7 separate regions of the Mus musculus genome follow, and regions 1, 3, 4, 5, 6 and 7 are each linked to region 2. The links are chromatin contacts, called in public HiChIP or PLAC-seq, capture Hi-C and promoter capture Hi-C maps. All regions are on one chromosome and are shown on one strand. The core of a region is the stretch at or near the end of the contact, and the rest is flanking DNA. Distances in the headings are between cores, read along the strand shown.

Region 1 (2,700 bases), core at 197-2,696, 340 kb after region 2:
TCAAGTACATATGATCTGCAGAGTCCACCGCCACACAGCAGCCCGTCATATTAGGCACATATGTAAAGGTGCATTTTTGCTTCTCTGTGCTTAGATATCCTCATCTGTGAAATGCAGATGGCCACACAACGCCTTAGAGGCTCCGTGATACATCTCTCTCTGAGATATAAAACAGAGCTAATGCAGAGCCAAGGGTCTAATGACCCAAGAGAGAGACAGCAGGGCTGCACTTGGTTTGGGGTTTCTGACTCTCTGAAGGGCATTATATATAATACAAAGGCTACAGAGGAGGCTACTTGGAATCACAGAACCAAGAGTGTGGGCCTCACGGTTGACTCAGTCTCCCCATGCTTGTCCTATGCTCGCTCTCTCTCCCCAGCGTCGTCTACTCTCCATTTCTACCTTACTTAATGGCTCCTCCACTCCACACCCTAGAGGGTACCTATCTCAGGTATAGGACAGTGCCATGCCCTAACACTCACCATCCATTTCCTAGCCTGGATAAGACCACACATGGTCAACGCTAGGTGCACGCATGGGGGCAGGAGTGGGCGGCAGGGTTAGTAGCAGAGGTGCGCACTTATGTGGAGCCTTCACATTCCAGATCCTCATCCGTGCACTTCAGTTATTTCAGTTGGTGGAGAGACCTACAGAAACTAATCACAGTCTCTTTGACTAGTCGTCACTTTACAGTCACAGCAACTCTATCACGTCCTAGGGCCCTCATTTTGCCTACCAGGGAGCTGAAACAAACTTGAATAATTTGTCTGGAAGCCAGTGACAGGAAAATTTTTATATAAAGGCTATAATAGCTCATCCCAAATCCATGATCCTGGCCACTAACAATCTACTACACATGATCTGTGACAGGTCATTAGTAAGCATATCCCCCATCAAATGTTTACTTAAGGAATAAAGTCTGAAACTGCCATTCTGGTCCTTATTTTCAATCTGATTAGGCATCTGTTACTTCTACACTCCCAGCAAACTCTGGCTTGGGTAAAAGCTCTAACTCTGGGTAAATGGCCCCAGGCAGCCAAGTGTGGTGGTGTACACCTGGCAGGTAAATCAAGGCCAGCCTGCTCTACAGATTGAGTTCCAGGACAGCCAGGGCTGCAAAAAGAAACCCTGTCTCTAAAAACAAAACAAAACAGAACAAGCTTGGTGGTGGTGGCACACTTAAGGGCAGAAGCAGGCTAATCAGTGTGAGTTCAGAGCCAGCCTAGTCTACATAGTGAGTACCAGGATAGCCAGTGCTATGTAGAGATATTCTGTCTTAAAACACACACACACTCACAAACAAACTAATAAACAAACAAAAAAGACCTCAGATGATCTTTGTGTCTTTCTTTCTGGAGTCCCCTTCATTAGCAAGTCTAAGAAACAAGTCCTACAATTGTCCCGAATGCTAGAGACCAATTGCTAGGGAGATGGCCCCCTCTAGTGGTCACACAGTGACAGGCACGGCCAGATGTAACATCCATAAGAAGTGTTGCTATGACTTCTCTTTCTGGCTATAGCATAGCATCAGAAAATACAAGAAAAAAAAAAAAAAAACTAAAAAGCAAACAAAAAACACTAAGTAGTATGTCTTTTTTACAACACCTCTGAGAATGTGATATTGTTATTAGATGAATGAGACAAAACATGAGCTCACAATGGACAGTCATTTTACTTCTGGCTCAAATGCAAACAAAACAAGCTCACTCCAGTTTTATAATTATGTTCTGTCCTCATCTTGTATCTTTTAAAAGGAAATTAGGAAAGGGAGGAGAAAGAGAGGGAATGAGGGAGGGAGGGAGGGAGGGAGGGAGGGGAAGGCACACAAGCCTATATAGATCCCAGGCTTCAAGCAACAAGTAGCAGGACATGGTGGAACAAACCTTTAATCCCAGGCTTTAATCCTCAAACTTTTACGAATTTGAGGTCAGCTTGGTCTACATAGTGAGTTTCACAACAGCCAAGACTATTTATAGAGACCCTGTCTCAAAAACAAACTAACAAACAAAAGCAACAAAGTAAATAAACATCACCCTCTTCTCTCCAATCTTGTCATCTCAGGGCCGGGGACATGGCTCAGTAGGTCAGAGCACCGGCTGTACAGCATGAATGTGGATCACCAACATCCACGGAGAAAAGCAAGGCACTCACCTACATCCGCAGCATGGAGGAGAAAGGAGACAGAGGATGGTTGGGACTGCTCATGTTCATGCCCCACGTTCACTGACAGACCCTGTCTCAAGGGAATAAGCCTGAGTGTGGCAGAGCAGGGTACCCCAAATCTTCCTTTGGCCTCTGTGCTCTCATACACAAGCACACACACACACACATGTAACAACAGGCCCTCAGACCTTAGCACAACTGACTCCATGATGGAAGCACCATTCAGGCCTTGGAACCCAGCACACGGGCAGCACCACCTGCCAAAATAAAAACAAAGACCGAATCCTTCAAAGTCCATAGTTCTGGGAAAGTCTCTAGATGTACTAACCTCGCTTTTCGGCTCCTGTAGTTCCATTTCTGGCTAGCTGTTCGTGGTAACTGTAGTATGTCAACCCAGAATGTGTTCTTATTCTGAACATCCAGTGTAGTTACCAGCTGGCTAATAAAAGACTTTCTGTTGGCTTAAACCCATGTCTTAAGTGAGTAGTCTTCGATGAATGCTCCCAACACAGAGGCATACATCACATGTCAAAAAGA
Region 2 (2,700 bases), core at 172-2,671:
CAAAGAATATCATCAAAACTTCTCACATAATAGACTTCACACACGGATTCTGAGCAGATGAAACAGGACAGAGATATTTTATTTCCTCAATCATCACTATCTCATTTGGTGACTTTTTACTCTTCTATTGAGAAAGGAAAATCCCATATAAATCAGACTCTAAGCTGTCGACATTATGAAATCAACTGGACTTGCACTCCCAATATAGAGATGTGAGAAGAGACTGTGATTACTGGTGAACCCAGTGCTGGAAGGCACTGTCACAGACAATGGTTGTAAATAGTATGAGCTAACAAAGCTGGTGAAGAAACCTTACATATCTCATTAGTCAAAAGATGGGGGAAAAAAAAGAAAAGGAACAAAGAAGAGAAGTCAAGAAAAACATGGCATTACCTGTGAAGTCAGACCAGATAATGGGATTAAAATAACAACTCCAGGCTGGTGGTAGCATATGCCTTCAATCCCAGCACTTAAGAGGCAGAGGTAGGAGGATCTCTTTGAGTTCAGGGCCATCCTGATCTATGGAGAGAATTCCAGGACAGCCAAGGCTTGTTACACAGAAAAACTCTGTCTTGAAAAGCCAAAACAAAACAAAAGTGTCCCTTGGAGTCTCTGTGGAACAGAGACTAGACAGTGCCCCAAAAGAGACACCAGTCAATGAAGAACTTACCCACACAGCTCGCAATGAAACAGGTACTCAAGAGTAACATGGAAATCACAGCAGCTGACCAGAGTCTCAGGGTCCAGCAGACTCCCTTCCCTGTCAGATAGCAATCAGATGTACTCACCACAGGACCAAAAACCTTAGATCAGTTAATAACCAGACAAAATGCTCAGAATAATTATGAACTTAAAGTAGGAAAAAGCTGTCACAGCCCTATAATATGACCAAGTCAGCTCTTAAGCACACACACACACACACACACACACACACACACACACACACTCACAATCTAGAAATATTTCACCCTCAGGCACCTGCAATTTCCATGACCTTATACTTTCTTCTTGTTGTCACATTTCACACCCCCTTCAATAATTTGGTTTCTTGTTGTTTTGAGGGCTTCTGGCTCTGAGATATTATACTTCTGACACATCCCTGGGACTCTGCTGTCTTGATCTACTTCACCACTTCAGCCTGCCACTTGTCCCAGGTAGATCCTCATCACAGTACGTATTCCTATTGTCTCCTTTGACTGAGACAGGAATTCTCACCTCACCTTGGGATTGTCTTTCCTGCACCATTGTTGAGGTGTATGTTCAGAAGGTCAGGGGTTTCTTGCATCTGTCTCCAAAATACGACTCAGGGACCTGGCTTCTGTCAAAGAGGCCAGAGTTCAGAATCAACTTCCACACACACTTGAGTTAAATGCCACAGAGCGGGCCAATGCTGCAAACCCAGAAGTCAGAGAGTCTGCACTGCTCTCCACTGATTTAAAGACATGGGAAAGAGGAAATTGAGAAACATACCTAAATTTGTTCCTAAAAACTCTGTCAAGAATGTTCTCATTACTTTCTCAGTTCCTAATGTGGAAGTATCTCCGACCTCAAAATAAATTTGTCTATAAACTGTATTTACATTAAATGTTCTTTACAATACATTATGTGGATTATTCAGTTGATATGAGGCTTAACTCATATATCAAACAGGATTCTAGGAAGCAATAAGTCTGAATGGCTGAATGGTTAGCTGCTTGTCCTGGGTTGGATATCTAGAAGTCCTCACCCCTTCACACATGTGTACACATGTGCATGCATACATACATACATACATACATACATACATACATACATACATACATACATTAAAGCAAGACATGTGAGTATTAGTCAGAAGTGGTATTGTGACATACAAGGGTGTTGTGGTGTACATTTTGCTATATTGTGACTTTTTGGAATGGAATCAAGCAGGTATTTTAATTATGATTATTGTGACTACATTTTGAAGGTACTAACTCCATTTTGACATTCCTCTTTTCACACAAGCTGTAACTAAGGTAAATAACTGCTCTATCATCTTGACAACACATAAGCAATCACATTGATGACTGTAGGTCAATATGCAAATGAGACTCATGGTATCTAGACTTTTTAGGTGTGTGTGCCCTGTGTATTCAGATTTGACCTGTGTATTCAGATTGCCACGTGTGACACTTTTTTTTCTTTTCTTTTCTTTTTTTTTTTTTTTTTTTTTTTTGGTTTTTCAAGACAGGGTTTCTCTCTATAGCCCTGGCTGTCCTGGAATACACTCTGTAGATGAGGCTGTCCTCAAACTCAGAAATCCACCTGCCTCTGCCTCCCAAGTGTTGAGATTAAAGGAATGCGCCACCATTGCCCGGCATGTGACACATCTTGACTCTACAGTTCCCTCTCAACTGTAGGTGTGGAGACTCTACTGAAACAAATGAGTCCTTCTCTTCAGCACTGATGATTTGAGAGCACTCTGGACTTTTTTCATTCCTATCTTGGAAGGGACTGATCTCAGTAACCGTCCACAGGATTTCATCCATGAGTCTATGTTTGGTTCACTTCTAATGCTGTGTGCTCAACTAATTTTTTTCTTGAACCTATTTTTGCCTATATATCCATATATTCCTTTCCCTTATTTTTGTATGATCTCTAATTGTGATACTTGAAACAAACTGATTGATTGGTTTATGGACCGTTTTCATGTGGGGCCTCACTTGTCATTTGATTGGA
Region 3 (2,700 bases), core at 120-2,619, 310 kb after region 2:
CTTGATTAGAAACCATTTTCTGAGTTGACAGAGACTGAGGGGGGAAGAGGCATAAAAGAAAGGGAGAAAGAAGAAGAGAGTAGTGGGGAGGAAGAGGCAAATGTCACAGCTGCTTTCACACTTGGTGAACTTAGATGTGTGGTGTGTATGTGTGTGTGAATGTATTTGTGTATGTATGTGTGAGTGCTGGTGTGTATGTGTGTTTGTTTATGTGGGTGTGGGTATGTGTGCATGTATGTGTGAATGCATGTATTGTGTATGCTGGTGTGTGTGTATGCTTCTGTGTGTGTGTATGCATTTGTGTGGAGATATATGAGTGTGTTGGTGTGTGGGTGAGTATGCATTTATGTATGTGTGCACATGTATATTCGTGTGTGTGTGCATTTGTGTGAGGAGTGTGTGTGTGTGTGTATGTGTGTGTGTGTGTGTGTGTGCGTGCGCGCACATGTGTGTAGAAATAGATATGTGCCATGAAAGCAGAAGGGAGGAATATTTCAGAAAGAGGAAGGGATGATCAAGAGAGCAAGGAGAGAGAATGGGATAGGGTTAGGGATGTACACAAGGGATAGTGATGTCTGTATAAAATGCCAAAATGAATCAAATGGTTGGCTTACACGCTAGCTAAAAATTAAATAAAATTCTCTCAGAAATAGTATAGACCCTAGTAACTCTAGCAATAGAACTTATACTCAGCAAGGATGAGGCCCTGCTTCCTGTCCCCAGTATGGGTGGAGAAAGGGACACTGAAACTCCCCTTCAAGATAAAACTATCCCCCAAATATCAATATCTGAAAGTTATGACATGCTGGTAAGTAAACAGAAAACAAAGTAATAGATAACATTATTTTCACAGGTAAAGTATCGTTTTACATACATAAAAAACATGCAGTAGAACTCAAACTTTCTCTAAAGACAGTATCCTGAACTCATTTCTTTGCCCAGTACAAGGCAAAGCCTTTCAAAGCTACTTGACAGACAGTTGAACCTGCTGAATTATCTCCTGTCTCACACCACAGCCTCTGAGACAGCCAGCACCAACATCCCGCAGGCCTTGTTCGTAAACACCTTCTTTCATTTCACCATTAGCTTAGAACACCAGAAAATGATTCACTGTTCTGGGGGTGCAGGAAGGTTTACCTGAAGACGAGTCTGAGACGGTACATGAAGACGAGTCTGAGATGAGGCCTGAGGAAACAGGTTGATTTTTGAAGTTCACGTCAGTATAAATGTTTGGTAATGCCATATTGAGAAGAGACCTGCTTTCTTCAGAGAACCTGTGTCAGTCTTAATACACTTAATATAAACGAGAAATAAACATGGTAAGGATTAATCCAGCATCCAGGATAAGGTGCAGAGACACTTAATGGGCAAGTACCTCTGAGAGTACAGCATGAAAATTTAAAACCACAGGGTGGAACTCTCTGGGCCACAGAGGGCTGATCCCCACAACCAGAAAAAAAAAAAAAAAAAAAAAAAAACAGAATTGCAAGCTTCAAACGCATTTGTCATGGATATGCAAACACTGTGGACACTGTGGCCTGAACAGGGAAGAGGAAGAAAAGTGGCAAGGAAAGGAAAAAGAGGAACCAGGCATTAGAGAAGTTTCCCCTGAAACCGGTGCTCTCAGCACTCCACAGCAGAGTTTGGGCATTTCCACACACAAACGTGATTTCTGCAACCAACATGAGCTAAAGCTGCCTATAGGGAGAAACAACATTCACTCTAGCCAAACAGCCGAGTTCTGACCTCTCCATTCTAAGAGGGTCCTTGACCTTGGCATCTTTCTGGCTCTTCAGAATGTGCACCACTGTAAGACAGGGCAGATTTCCAAAGTCTGCAACCTGTGTTCCTTCATCTTGGGAGTGAGGAGCTCCTAAAAACCAAGCCAAAGCCCTGGGATGGCTCTGGACTTTGTCTTCTGCTGTGTCGAGTTCCCACCTCTTCTAGCAGTTCTTCTGCTTTCTCCAGATTCCCTGGGAGACTCTGGAGGCTGGCAGACTGTGCCTGGCTGTCATCTACCATCTTCACTCATGCTATGTGCTGCTTTTTAGAGTGTGCGCGCACACACACACACTGCCCCGTATGCATGCTCCCTACACAGACCCTGAGATCATTTCTCCCGAGTGTCTCAAGTTTGTTCTATATCTTCTCAGGAACATGAGAAGCTCAAGGCACTGGGAGATTAAACCTTATGTGTCTTACCTACGGAGTCAACACAGTTCTTCACAACTCAGGAATAGGAGGATATGCTTTGTCAAGCTTGGCTGTGAAGCATGGATGCGCACACAATCACATACATGCCTGCAACGCACATACCACAGCATCGAGACGCTGTGGGCTGCAAGGAGCAGGCCCTCCTTCAGTAATGTGGCAAAGTTGCAATTGACAAGAGAAGCCACAGAAAAATTAGATACCTGAGGAGAAAAAGGCCAAATGCTAGGAAATCAGCAGCATTCTTAAAATAGCTGAAGGATCAGAAACAAACATTAGGTCATTTAAACTGAGTGCTGTGAAATAGTTTAAAAGATATCCACATAACTAGCTCAGAATAAACCAATGAACCATCCACCAATCCAAGGGAGGCCCAGCCCCAGGAGAACTCACCAGCAGCCACCCAAGAAGGCAGTGATGGATGGTGAGACACAAGGGGCCTGTGCAGGTACCTGGTGCCAATATGTAGAATTTCTCCAGAGAAAAAGA
Region 4 (2,700 bases), core at 160-2,659, 370 kb after region 2:
GACGACGGTGAAAGGAAGTTTTGATATAGCAGACACGTGAAAGGACACTTGAGGAAAGAATGTAAATATGACTCCACAGACAGTGGGGCATGAGCACTGAGCCTTGGTTTGGTTTGCTCTGTCTCCCCATTCTTCATTCACCTTATATAGCGTGGTTGAGCTCAACTCGTGGTAATGCAGCCATTGAGAGAAACTCACCCAAGGACTTCGGTTCCTGCAGCTGCTTGCCACTTTAGCAGCCTTGCCTCAGACCAGTTGGCATTCATGCCCGGTGTCTGCTGGTGGAGAGGACTGGATTGAAGCTGCTAGCTCATGTGTGGCATCTGCCTGCCTATAGGACTGGTCTACAACTGCTGAGTTGTATTTGGTGTTTGCTATGGGACTGAACTGCTGAGAAAGAAGACGGGGATTGCGCCCACCCCCCCCCAAAGAACTATTGCTGAACAGGCCCACTTCCACCATATTCTAATAACTTTTCTTCCACTCTCTCTGCTGGGTGGTAGGTTAGAGAAGAGAATGAACCTTATAATTAAAAGTAGGTTGCAAAAAATTTATGCTACACCTCCCAACTCAGCCATCTTTTTGTTGTTGTTCTTAAATGTGTTATTTGTTCTTTAACAAGTACATATGCATTCAACCTAACTTGATCATAGCCATCTCCCGTCGTCACACACACACACACACAGTTTTTTCCTGACCTGGGGATTAACCACAAGACCTAGGACATAGCAGACAAGTGCTCACCCACAATCTATATCCCTAGATCTTTTATTACTTTTTTGTCTTGAGATAAGGTCTTGCTAACTTTCTCAAGTTGGTCTTAAAATCACTCTGTAGAGGCTGGAAAAATGGCTTAATAGTTGAGTTCCCAGCACCAAATGAGTGACTGGCAAATCTATAACTTCAATTCCAGGGACCCCCCCCCCCATGCCCTTTTCTGGCCTCCATAGGTAGCAGGCACAAATATATGTACACACAAATGGGGGGGGGGGGAAGAACTCCTACACATAAAAGAAAATCAATAGATCTTTTAAATACCCCATTCTATGGGACTGGAGAGATGGCTCGGAGGTTAAAAACAGATCCCAGCACCCACATTAGGTTCCAGTTCCAAGAAATCTAGCATCCTTTCTTGGCCTCTGTGAGCAACCATATATGGCACACACATACTGATATAAAGATAAAATAAAGCAAATTTAAAGGGAAAAAAATAAAACCTCACTCTGTAGCACAGACAAGCCTCAAATTTCTGCCTGCCTGCATCTCAGCATCTCGTAGCTAAGGTGACAGGTTCCTGCAGGAAATATCTGTGTCCTGATCGGCCTCCTCCACCCGCCCTCCTCTGTCCTTCTGCTTTTCTTATCTACGCCGGCTAAGTTTAAGAGGTGACTCATGGAAAGGCCCTTCCTGTGCAGTCAGATAGCAGTCATGATCCTGAGTTCCCTTTACCCAGGGAAAAGTCAGTGCTCAGCAACTCGTCCAATGCACTTCACTACTTCATTTTGGCTGGACCAGACAGGATTTGTTGGTGGCTCGCAGATCATCAGTCCTGGAGCCTTTGGATTCCATCTCAGTGTGCTTGGTAAGAAAACATAGATGAGCCTTATAGTTCATGCTTGGTTTAGCCTGCTGATTATGTACAATGGCTTCAAGTTCCTTATCTTCTGTTTCCTTCTATTCTTTTCCCTAAAACTTTTTTTTTTTTTTTTTGAGAGTCTTACATAGAGCCTTGGATGGTTGGGAACTCACTACATAGACTGGGCTAGCCTTAAACTCACAGAGCTATATCTCCTTCTCCTGCGATTAAAGTTGTACACAATCATATCTGGTTCTTTCCCTAACTTTTGTTTTGTTTTGTTTTGTTTTGTTTTGTTTTGTTTTGTTTTGTTTTGTTTTGTTTTTGTTTTTCGAGACAGGGTTTCTCTGTGTAGCCCTGACTATCCTGGAACTCACTTTGTAGACCAGGCTGGCCTTGAACTCAGAAATCCGCCTGTCTCTGCCTCCCAACTTTCCCAAATTTTTATTTCTCCTGTCTTATCTCCATGTCTACTTTTATTTTTATGTAAATACTATACATTCTATTTATCTTGGCTTTTAATATTTTCATTCTGAAAATAATAATGAATTTATGTTATTTATTCCCCTAGATTATAGATCATGTTTTCTTCCCTTAGTTTTGCTTCTGTAATCATTGATCACATGTACACACATTTATTTTTATGTATATATACACACACACACACACACACACACACACATATATATATGCCCATATGTGGATTCTTCTTCTGTTGCTCTCTGTAACTCTCCCGTTCTTTGAGCTATTCCTTATCAAAATAGCTGGTTCTATCATTCCATAATTATTATTTGATATTTAAATCTAATTTTTACTCATCATAAATACATTTTAGTTTCAGGTTTTTTTTTAATTACTCTGGCCAACTCAATCCTGAAATCTTTATAAAAAACTTAAACATAGAGGGTTTTTGTTTGGTTTGGTTTTGGGGGGGGGTTGCTCAGAACTTGGGGAAATGTAATGTGGTCTTGTCCTGGATGACTTTTAGGGTGTGAGCTTTCAAGGAAGATCATTTGTGATATTTAAACTATTCCTCACAGCACGGAACTCAGTTGCTCTTACATTGGAATGTTTTCCTTTCAACTTCTGTTATTTTAAATCGCTATGTCCACTTTATTATCGAG
Region 5 (2,700 bases), core at 41-2,540, 280 kb after region 2:
TAATAAGAGAATGTAAATATGAAACAATCATGTTAATTTTAGAAACATTCCAAAATATAGAATAATTCATTCTTAACATTGAGGATAATTGTCGCCAATATTTGATATTCATTTTCCAACACGTTTAAAACTTTCACACATAAATTCATATTTTCTGCAATTGGCACATCATAAATACTGATTTGTGGCTTTTTTTTTTTCATTAAATCGTGAATTTTTTCCTTTATAATTTTTGTATTATTTCTGAGACAGAGTCTTGGTATGTTCCCAAGGTAGACCTTGAATTCATTATGTAATCCAAGCTGGCCCCAAACTTATAGCAATCCTCTGTCTCAGCCTCCTGAGTTTTGCTACTACAGACATGGGGTGAAACATCCAACCATTTTTTTTAATATCATCATGTCTTCTTTATCAGTTTTATAATGACTGCAGAGTATTTCATCTTATACTTTTAAAGTCTTACTTCCAACTGCAAAGAATGTGATAGTCAAGAAGTATTTGTAAACCTTTGTATACCTTTATGGTAACAATCGCTACATTTTTAGTCACCACTTCTAAAAGAGTTACAATACTTTCCAACCATGTGTAAGGTCCTGCTTTCAGTCTCCATCACTGGGATGAAAAGAGTGAAAGAAGCTATGCAACACTTAGATACCAAACAAACTATGCTATGTTATCAAATAGAGAGTGGGGAATTATTATACAGTAGCCTAACTTTTGAAACAATATGGTACACATATTTATGTGTATCTACATGTAGAAAAGATACAATATACTCGTATGGTATTATTTTTCTCTAGATGGTAAAAGTAAAGACAACACTTTCTCTTCTCCACTGTACAATCCTATGACCTTCCATGTCTGTCTACAGGCAACACACTTGGCTGAGGCTCCAGGGACCTGCAGGCATAGCCGCATCTAAGACCATCTGTCTTTGTCCTTTACCGAATCACTAACTGGGAGCAGCAGAAAATGCTTTCTTACCTGGCCAAGAGTCTGTGTCGATGTCTGAGGAGTCAACTTTATTTTTGAAGTTCGTGTTAACATAAATGTTTTCTGAAAACATGTTGAGATGAAAGTTTCCCCTGCCCTCAGAAGATGTGTGTCATCCCGTCTTTAAAATATCTCCTGAACAAGAAACAAACGTGACAGCAAATAATCCTGACACCAGCTAGAAATGAGAGGCAGTAACAGACAGCTGCCCTCAGCTTGCAGCACTCCCCTGGCCTGCAAAGGGAGTATCGCGGACAGAAAATGCATTCCGTCCAATCATAGAATTACAGCTATACCAAGAACCCAGTGGGTGAGAGAAGAAAACAGGAAGGAATGAAAAAGAGGAACCAGGGCATTAGAGAAGTCAAACTCCCTACGGAGTTGAGATTCTGACACTCACCCTGAGGCACCCTCCGCAATCAGGCCTCCTTTACCCAGCATGTGCCAAGTTCTACTCGTGATCTCTGAAGAGCTGCCAGTGGGTCTTCCTGAGTCTCTAGCACCACACTCAAGTCCCTGTCACGGACAGAAGCATTCTTCATCCCAAAGGCACCTAGTACACACCCTAGACTGTGGCACCACGCAGGGACAGTCTCTTCACCCTTCTCAGTCTCTGGAAACCGTTCCAGCACTGCCTTATGCATGGGCACTCTCTTTAACCTGCCTGGGTTCTGACAGGCCATTTCCTCCACATCCTAGCAAGGATTCTCTCTTTATCTTGAAAGTCGCTGAGTTTCCAGCTTGTATTCTCCACTGTCAGTCACATCCTGTGCCTCGCCTAGCTCCTGAAACCCATGCCTGGTTTGTGAGAAAGGTCCAGCCATCCGGTTTAGTCTCGGAATCTCAGCCTGATTTGGAGCCAAAACTATGCACGGTCCCCATCCTCCCAAATGCCAAGGTATCATCCCACGCTGCTCCTTGAGGACCCTCTGCTCACTCGTTTGGGGTTCTGACTTCCTGTGAGAAGTGCCCCAAGCATGGGTGCCTGCCTCACCCTATTTGAGTTCAGACTCCTCACCTGCCCGCTGTCAGACACAGCTGCCCTCCTCACCTCTCAGGTTTGTGGACCCACCCCCAAGGCCATGCGCTTTCTCATCAGCATGCCAATATTCCCCTCACCGCTTAGGGCTTCAGTTCTGCCATCAAGCCAGCCCTCTGCACAGTCAGATCATCGCATCCTACTATGGACACCTGCCCTGACTGAAATTGAATTATTTAGTAAGCAAAGAGAAAAATCACATTTTTAAAGGATAGAAGAAGGGCAAGAAAATTCGTAGTTCTCTGTACGAGGTTCCGGGACGCAGTGATTCATGGACACATACCCTCTCGCCTGTAATTGCTCGCTCCCAGAGACCATCCTTCAAGCTCCTTATGCAAAAGTGAGTTCTAAAATTGCCGCTATCTCCCTAGGGGAAAAATTCACATTGTGAGCTAACTACACTGTGTCATCCACAGTCCCGTACCCAGCTGGCTTATAGCAGCAAGCACTTATTTCTCAATCACAGTTTATTTGTGCTTAGGATCTGCATACGGATGACTGTAGTGATGCTTCGTCATTCTGGAGCCAAGGCCACAGAGCAATTGAACATGCATCACACTCCTCTGTTTTAATATGGTGGTCAGGACCGGCGGTATAGTATGACAAGCATCTTTTACCTTCAAGTCTTTTGTTTGCTAGCAAACCTGACAAGCTGAGTTAAATCCCTG
Region 6 (2,700 bases), core at 64-2,563, 410 kb after region 2:
TCCCTCCTGGTATCCAAGACAGAGTGGGCGGGGACCTGTCGCCAGTCAGGCAAGCAGTCATTGTAATAGACTGGAAAGAAGACGTCTGTTGAATATTAAACTGACTTAGGCATGCCCTGGACGATACAATACAATCCATAAAATGCCCCCACGACTGCAGGTCATTTACTGCAGGTCCAGTCACCAGAGGACAAGACCCAAAGATGGACAGTGCTGTGGGATTCTGACTGTGCTGTGTCCTGAGTTACTAACACCATGGCGTCCTGAAAACGCACCTGTTGTCTGTTCTCAGTCCAAAGCATCAACTTCTCTAGGGGCTGCAAATGACCCAACCCTTTGGACTCCAAAATCTTAAAAGGCCATTTCTCAGAGTCTCTGAAGCAACATGTGGGTTCCAGTGCAAAAGTTCCATCGGAAGACATTTCCCAGGGGTCTTTCTTCTTCCCTTCGAATGAACCCTAAGCTCCACCATTTCCGCTCCCCACACCTCCTGGTGTCTAAAGACTACAGAACGGAAAGCACTAACCTGTCTCCAAGGCTCCCCCCGCCGCTGGAGGAAACCACCTGGTACAGAAGTTTGAGGTTGCAGGGATTCCCCTCTTCAGAGGCAGGTGACAGGTGGCATCCTCAGTGACTCTTCCAGTGCCTGGCGGAGCCTCCCAGGCTGGAGCAGGGAACTGAGTCCCCTGAGGAAGAGGAGTCGAAGGAGGAGGAGGGGGAGAGGGAGGACCTACCTGGGGAAGATGGCACACCCCCCACCCCCTGCCTGCTACCCTAGGGAGGAGGGGAGGAGCCTCTCCCAGCCAGGAGTTGTCTCCTCCCCTTTGGGGGAATCCCCCTCCCCCCCCAAACTGGATCTTTCAGGGGCTGAGGGCTCTTTCTGTCAGTTGGAGATCTGAGTGGAGGGGCTCTGCCCCGGTCCACTGTCTAGGTGCACGGAAGTTGAGGGGCGAGGTCTTCTACTCTCCAGCAAACTGGAACCAATTCCTGGCGGTTCCCTGGAGGGTCCTGGCTTGTGCGTATCAGGACGCCTCTCCGCGGTGAGTCCCGGGTGGGATGCGGGGTGCCTACTCCACAGGCATGGCTCCCTTTCTCTCTGCCTCAAAAGTCCCAAACTGTCTGGAGTGCGCTGAGGCGTGAGGGAGGTCTCACTCCGGGTCCTTCAGGTCTCACTACCCTTCCCGACTTCTGGGGGTCTCCGCTGGAGCCACCGTGGGAGGGACAGCCGCGTGCCCTGCGGCGATCTCTTCTGGCTGTCCGGGGAGTAGGGAGGGTCCTCCCTCCCAAGGGAGAGGGAGCAGGTCCCGGCACAGGGTGTCCCGAGGGTGGGGTCCTCGCACTCCGGCTCCCGCCCGCCTGGCCGGCCGGCCTGGACAGCAGGGTCCCGGAGGCCGCGGTCCGGGCTCCCGTCACCCGCTGCCGGGCGGCAGCGCCTCCCGGGTCACGTCCCCCGTCCGCCGCGCTTCCCGGAGCGTGGGGCTCCCCGCGCTGCCACCTCTGAGGCTCCGACCGGTCGGGGCAGCCAGGAGCCGGCAGGCGGACGGAGCGCGTCGGGGCTCGGCTCGGGCTCGGCTCAGCTCCGCTGCAGGCCCCGGCTCCTCCCCGGCCTCGGCGCCGCGCTCCGCGCCCCTCCCCCTCCCGCCGCCGCGGCCGCCGCCTCCCGGCGCGGGTTAAGGAGGAGCGCGGAGCCCCGCAGCCCACGGGTCGCCGACCCTCCGTCCCGGGCACTGGCGATGCCAGCGTCCACGCTAAGGGCCACACACACCTCTCATTGTGCTGTGGTCTACGCCTAAGACAAGTATTCCCAGTTTTCTCAGAAACGCATTTGATGGCTCCTCTCTTTCTCTTCCAGACAGCTTATAAAGGGTTATAGGGCCGGGCGTGAAGTTAAAGTTTACTCTTATCCTGGAGGTCAGTGAAAGATTGGATCGAGGATGTATAAAAAGATAAATGAGTCTGTTATAGAGAAATGAGCATCGGGAAATGGGGTCTTGTGTTAGTTTCGGCTCTGCAAACTTGTGCAAGGCCCTAGTTTCTGGAAGCATAGCCTGTGAAGAAGGGACTATGATACTCTGGCCTGCCTACTAATATGGATGTCGCAGTCACCAAAGGAAATGATTTACGAGTTGCTTTTTAAAATGGTCTAGTACACAAAGGGTTCAAAGCATGATTATTCATTTCCCTTATAAAATGTCATTTTTTTTTACCTTTGTGCTAAAGTCAAGTGACATTTCTATAGACTATGTTATCCTGAGTGCCACAGGGAGATAGAATGGGCTCTCAGCACATCCCTCTACTTCTTACAGAATAATCTCCATCCTGGGACAGGAAATAGAACCAGGTTAGCCCATCTCTTACCTCCCCAGTCATGCTATTCCAGTACAAACTCTTAGGTATATCACCCTCTGGCTTACTTTTCTCCAATTGTGTTCTATTATAAAATGATAAGACAAAAGAAATTGTTCACTTGATATTTGAATTGCTCAAAAAGATGACAGTTTGATGACTCCCTGTAGAAAGAGATGTCATTTGTCTTCTGGCTAAATATATGCCTACTGCCATTTACTTACATTCTTGTACATATAACCACATTACACATACAACGTCTGCATTAAGGCTTCACACTCTCCGTGTGTTATCACACTTGATTCTTACTGGCAATTCCATGCAGCAGTATCAGGCCTTTAGAGTGTAACTACA
Region 7 (2,700 bases), core at 33-2,532, 360 kb after region 2:
CTCAAAAAAAAACCTGTGAAGGGGTTGGGGAAATGGCTCAGTAGTTAAGAACACTTGTTGCTCCTGCAGAAGACAGGGGTTCAGTTGCCAGCACCCAGATGATGGTTCACCAACATCAGTGACTCCAGTTCCTGGAGATCTGATGTCTCACAACATCACTCTGACCTCTGTGAGCACAAGGCATACCCACTCATACAGACAGACAAAACACCCATACACATACCTCTAAAACAAATAAAAACCTGTGAGGTACACAAGACGTGCACAGTCTTCTCACGCTACTTCTCCTGTTTTACAAATGAGAACCCTTAAGGCCTGGGGAAGAAAAACATTGATTGGCTCATAAATTACACAGCTATTTAGTGTCGAGGGCTCAGACCTAAAGAGTTTTCAACACAAATCCCAGCGAATTCTCTTTGAACTCCTTAACATCCTACAACAGCCCAAAACCTCAATCACTGGATTACAAGGTTGTCAGGCCTTACAAGAGGAAAAAAAAAAAAAAAAAAAAAAAAAATGCTGCACTGACTCTGGGAAAGCTCTAAGAGAGGTGACTGGATTGATAGGAAGGCAGAAATCCCTACATAATCAATGTGTGGGGGGGAGGGGTACACACACACAAACAAAATGAAAACACGCAATAGCTCATCACTGGAATACAAGATCTTAACGTGTGCCTACTGCGCCCCCCCCCCCCAAAAAAAAAAAAAAACTAAAGGATGATGACACTTGGCGAGAATGACAACAGTATCAATTAAAATAGATCATCTAAACAGTGGACAGCAAAACTACCATTCCGGACAAGTGTCAGGCGGGATCAGAAGCGCGGGGGGAGGGGGGGGAGCGTGCCGTGTGCGTGTGCGGACGCGCGCGTGGAGGATTACAAGCCAAAGGTCGCAGCAAGAGTAACAGATGGAGCAGGCATGAATGGATTGCGGATGACGAGGAGCAGACGATGTCTCAGGGGGAGGGATGGGGAGGAGAGGTGGAAAGACGCATGACGGCAGGAAGAAAAGAAAACAAAATCAGAGTTCCAGCAAAACAGAAAAGTAGACGGAGCCGCCGGCAGCCCGGGTGGCAGGCTAACTACGGCGGCAGCGGCTCGAGCCGATGGCTGCTGCCCAAGGACACAACCGTCACCCCGGCGGGCGCCGGCTGCAAATCCCCCTGGGTACCTGTAACCGCGGTTGGAGGCCCGCGGCGGAATCCGGTAGACGCTGACGTCGGGCTTCACACACAGCACGGACTCATATTCCAGCTCTGCCGCCATCTTGGCTCCGCTAGCGCCGCGGGGGCGGGGCACGGGTGGGGGCGGGCTGAGACGCCGACGGCTTCCTTCGCGTCACTTCCGCTCGGGTACAGCTTCGAGGTTAACCTCTAGGCGGCGCAAAACCTGTTACAATCTGGAAACGCTGATGCGCCTGGCTCGCCATCTTGAGTAACGGCAAAGACAGGCTCAGTGGTAGAGCACTTGCCTGCCAAGGCCTCGGGTTGGGCTCTTTCCCCAGCGAAAAATTAAAAATAAGAATTCAGTTCTCTTTTACCTACCTTCAAACGGTAACCAGAAAAAAAAAAAAAAAAAGTCACTGAATATACGAAAACAAAACAGAGGTTGGACAAAATGAATCTCTGCTTTCTCATTCTGTTCTCATAAGCAAGTGTCCAATGCATAATCTATTAAGTGCTACCATGGGGTTGTTTTGTTTTTTTGCAATTTTGTAGGTTTTGTTGGTGACTTCTCCATATTAAAATGACTGATTACAGTGCTAAATGCTATCTAGCATCCCTCAGCATGAGTAGCCCAGCTGGCTACACATCACGATGAGTACTAAACAGCTCTATCCACAAATATGTTCTTTGTGCACTCGCAAATAAATGTAAGCTTACAACAGTGTAACTTAGAAATGTTTTAGATGGCACTGACTTCAAGTGGCAAAACCAAGTCTGATCTTATCTTGTCCCCCCCAAAACACCAGTAGCAGCCTCTTTCATTGCATTCTATCGACTGGTTGACTTTTACTTCTGATTGGTCTGCTTTGCCTAGCAAAGCCAGTTCAACAAGAATTAGACTTTAGGGTTGGTGAGATGGCTCAGTGGGTAAGAGCACCTGACTGCTCTTCCAAAGGTCTGGAGTTCAAATCCCAGCAACCACATGGTGGCTCACAACCATCCATAACGAGATCTGACTCCCTCTTCTGGAGTGTTTGAAGACAGCTACAGTGTACTTACATATAACCAATAAATAAATCTTTAAAAAAAAAAAAAAAAAAGAATTAGACTTTAATTGGCTGGTAAGGATGTAGAGACTGGCTACGGTTGCCAGGACTATAAATTGATCCAACGCTGCTTTGAAGGGACATTTAGCAGAACTCTCCAAATATTAAGTGGGTGTAGCCTTTAACAGTTCCACTAGCTTTTTGTTTGTTCATGTCTGTTTATTTGGAGACAGAGTTTCAATGTAGTCCAGGCTGGCCCTCATCTCATTATGTACTAAAGAATGACTTTGAACTTGTAATCCTCCTGCCACCATAGTACTGGAATTACAGGCATGTGTCACCACACTCTTTTCTTTTCTTTTTTTCAGTGTTTTGGATCACATCCAGGGTTTTGTGAGAACTAGGCAAGCATTCTATCAATTTAGCTACATCCCCAACCAAAAACTTTTTTTTCTATCATATACTTCTCCAACACATGTTATAA

Evidence for each region. Promoter capture Hi-C pulls out the DNA fragments that hold promoters and counts their contacts. HiChIP or PLAC-seq counts read pairs in DNA pulled down with a chosen protein or histone mark. Capture Hi-C pulls out chosen DNA fragments and counts their contacts.
Region 1: an H3K4me3 HiChIP or PLAC-seq map of bone marrow-derived macrophages shows a contact between it and region 2, with 5 times the contacts expected there. The contact joins the enhancer-like site here to the promoter of Clec4n in region 2. A contact is called at or near these places in 2 of 39 promoter capture datasets (embryonic stem cells and macrophages), 1 of 15 datasets of contacts at CTCF or cohesin (large pre-B cells), 7 of 484 Hi-C or Micro-C datasets (LSK cells, bone marrow-derived macrophages, embryonic stem cells and 2 more), 3 of 115 datasets of contacts at active chromatin or transcription factors (bone marrow-derived dendritic cells, bone marrow-derived macrophages and embryonic stem cells) and 2 of 9 other capture datasets (embryonic stem cells and macrophages).
Region 3: a capture Hi-C map of macrophages shows a contact between it and region 2, with 6 times the contacts expected there. The contact joins the promoter of Clec4a1 here to the promoter of Clec4n in region 2. A contact is called at or near these places in 10 of 39 promoter capture datasets (the C10 cell line, cranial neural crest, embryonic stem cells and 6 more), 3 of 115 datasets of contacts at active chromatin or transcription factors (bone marrow-derived dendritic cells and embryonic stem cells) and 5 of 9 other capture datasets (adipose tissue, bone marrow-derived macrophages, embryonic stem cells and 2 more).
Region 4: a contact with region 2 is called in a capture Hi-C map of bone marrow-derived macrophages, with 7 times the contacts expected there. The contact joins the promoter of C3ar1 here to the promoter of Clec4n in region 2. A contact is called at or near these places in 2 of 39 promoter capture datasets (macrophages and neural stem cells), 1 of 115 datasets of contacts at active chromatin or transcription factors (bone marrow-derived macrophages) and 3 of 9 other capture datasets (bone marrow-derived macrophages, macrophages and pancreatic islet).
Region 5: a contact with region 2 is called in a promoter capture Hi-C map of macrophages, with 8 read pairs. The contact joins the promoter of Clec4a3 here to the promoter of Clec4n in region 2. A contact is called at or near these places in 11 of 39 promoter capture datasets (embryonic stem cells, hippocampal neurons, liver and 4 more), 2 of 115 datasets of contacts at active chromatin or transcription factors (bone marrow-derived dendritic cells and bone marrow-derived macrophages) and 2 of 9 other capture datasets (adipose tissue and liver).
Region 6: a contact with region 2 is called in a capture Hi-C map of macrophages, with 3 times the contacts expected there. The contact joins the promoter of Foxj2 here to the promoter of Clec4n in region 2. A contact is called at or near these places in 4 of 39 promoter capture datasets (the HPC-7 cell line, macrophages and neutrophils), 2 of 115 datasets of contacts at active chromatin or transcription factors (the 230-238 cell line and bone marrow-derived macrophages) and 2 of 9 other capture datasets (liver and macrophages).
Region 7: a capture Hi-C map of macrophages shows a contact between it and region 2, with 10 times the contacts expected there. The contact joins the promoter of Necap1 here to the promoter of Clec4n in region 2. A contact is called at or near these places in 1 of 39 promoter capture datasets (macrophages), 1 of 484 Hi-C or Micro-C datasets (bone marrow-derived macrophages), 5 of 115 datasets of contacts at active chromatin or transcription factors (the HPC-7 cell line, bone marrow-derived macrophages, embryonic stem cells and 2 more) and 3 of 9 other capture datasets (bone marrow-derived macrophages, liver and macrophages).

Annotation. Positions count from the first base shown.
Region 1 is chr6:122,891,372-122,894,071 of GRCm38.p6, reverse strand. No RefSeq gene overlaps it. Among named protein-coding and RNA genes, the nearest start is that of Necap1, 18 kb to the right of the region's middle. Within about 2 kb of position 1,446, at least 6 of the 459 cell types and tissues checked have an H3K27ac peak or open chromatin away from gene starts, as enhancers often do. A contact at or near this core is called in bone marrow-derived macrophages, where this site is marked.
Region 2 is chr6:123,228,564-123,231,263 of GRCm38.p6, reverse strand. Clec4n (C-type lectin domain family 4, member n) reads right to left here and starts at 1,421. Exons shown (of 6, transcript NM_020001.2): 1 at 1,221-1,421; 2 at 671-760. The coding sequence starts at 1,245.
Region 3 is chr6:122,920,517-122,923,216 of GRCm38.p6, reverse strand. Clec4a1 (C-type lectin domain family 4, member a1) reads right to left here and starts at 1,369. Exons shown (of 6, transcript NM_199311.2): 1 at 1,138-1,369. The coding sequence starts at 1,243.
Region 4 is chr6:122,854,866-122,857,565 of GRCm38.p6, reverse strand. C3ar1 (complement component 3a receptor 1) reads left to right here and starts at 1,409. Exons shown (of 2, transcript NM_009779.2): 1 at 1,409-1,582.
Region 5 is chr6:122,951,234-122,953,933 of GRCm38.p6, reverse strand. It overlaps Clec4a3 (C-type lectin domain family 4, member a3), which reads right to left and starts at 1,290. Exons shown (of 6, transcript NM_153197.4): 1 at 985-1,290. The coding sequence starts at 1,066.
Region 6 is chr6:122,818,797-122,821,496 of GRCm38.p6, reverse strand. Foxj2 (forkhead box J2) reads right to left here and starts at 1,313. Exons shown (of 11, transcript NM_021899.3): 1 at 527-1,313.
Region 7 is chr6:122,873,139-122,875,838 of GRCm38.p6, reverse strand. Necap1 (NECAP endocytosis associated 1) reads right to left here and starts at 1,282. Exons shown (of 8, transcript NM_026267.3): 1 at 1,176-1,282. The coding sequence starts at 1,270.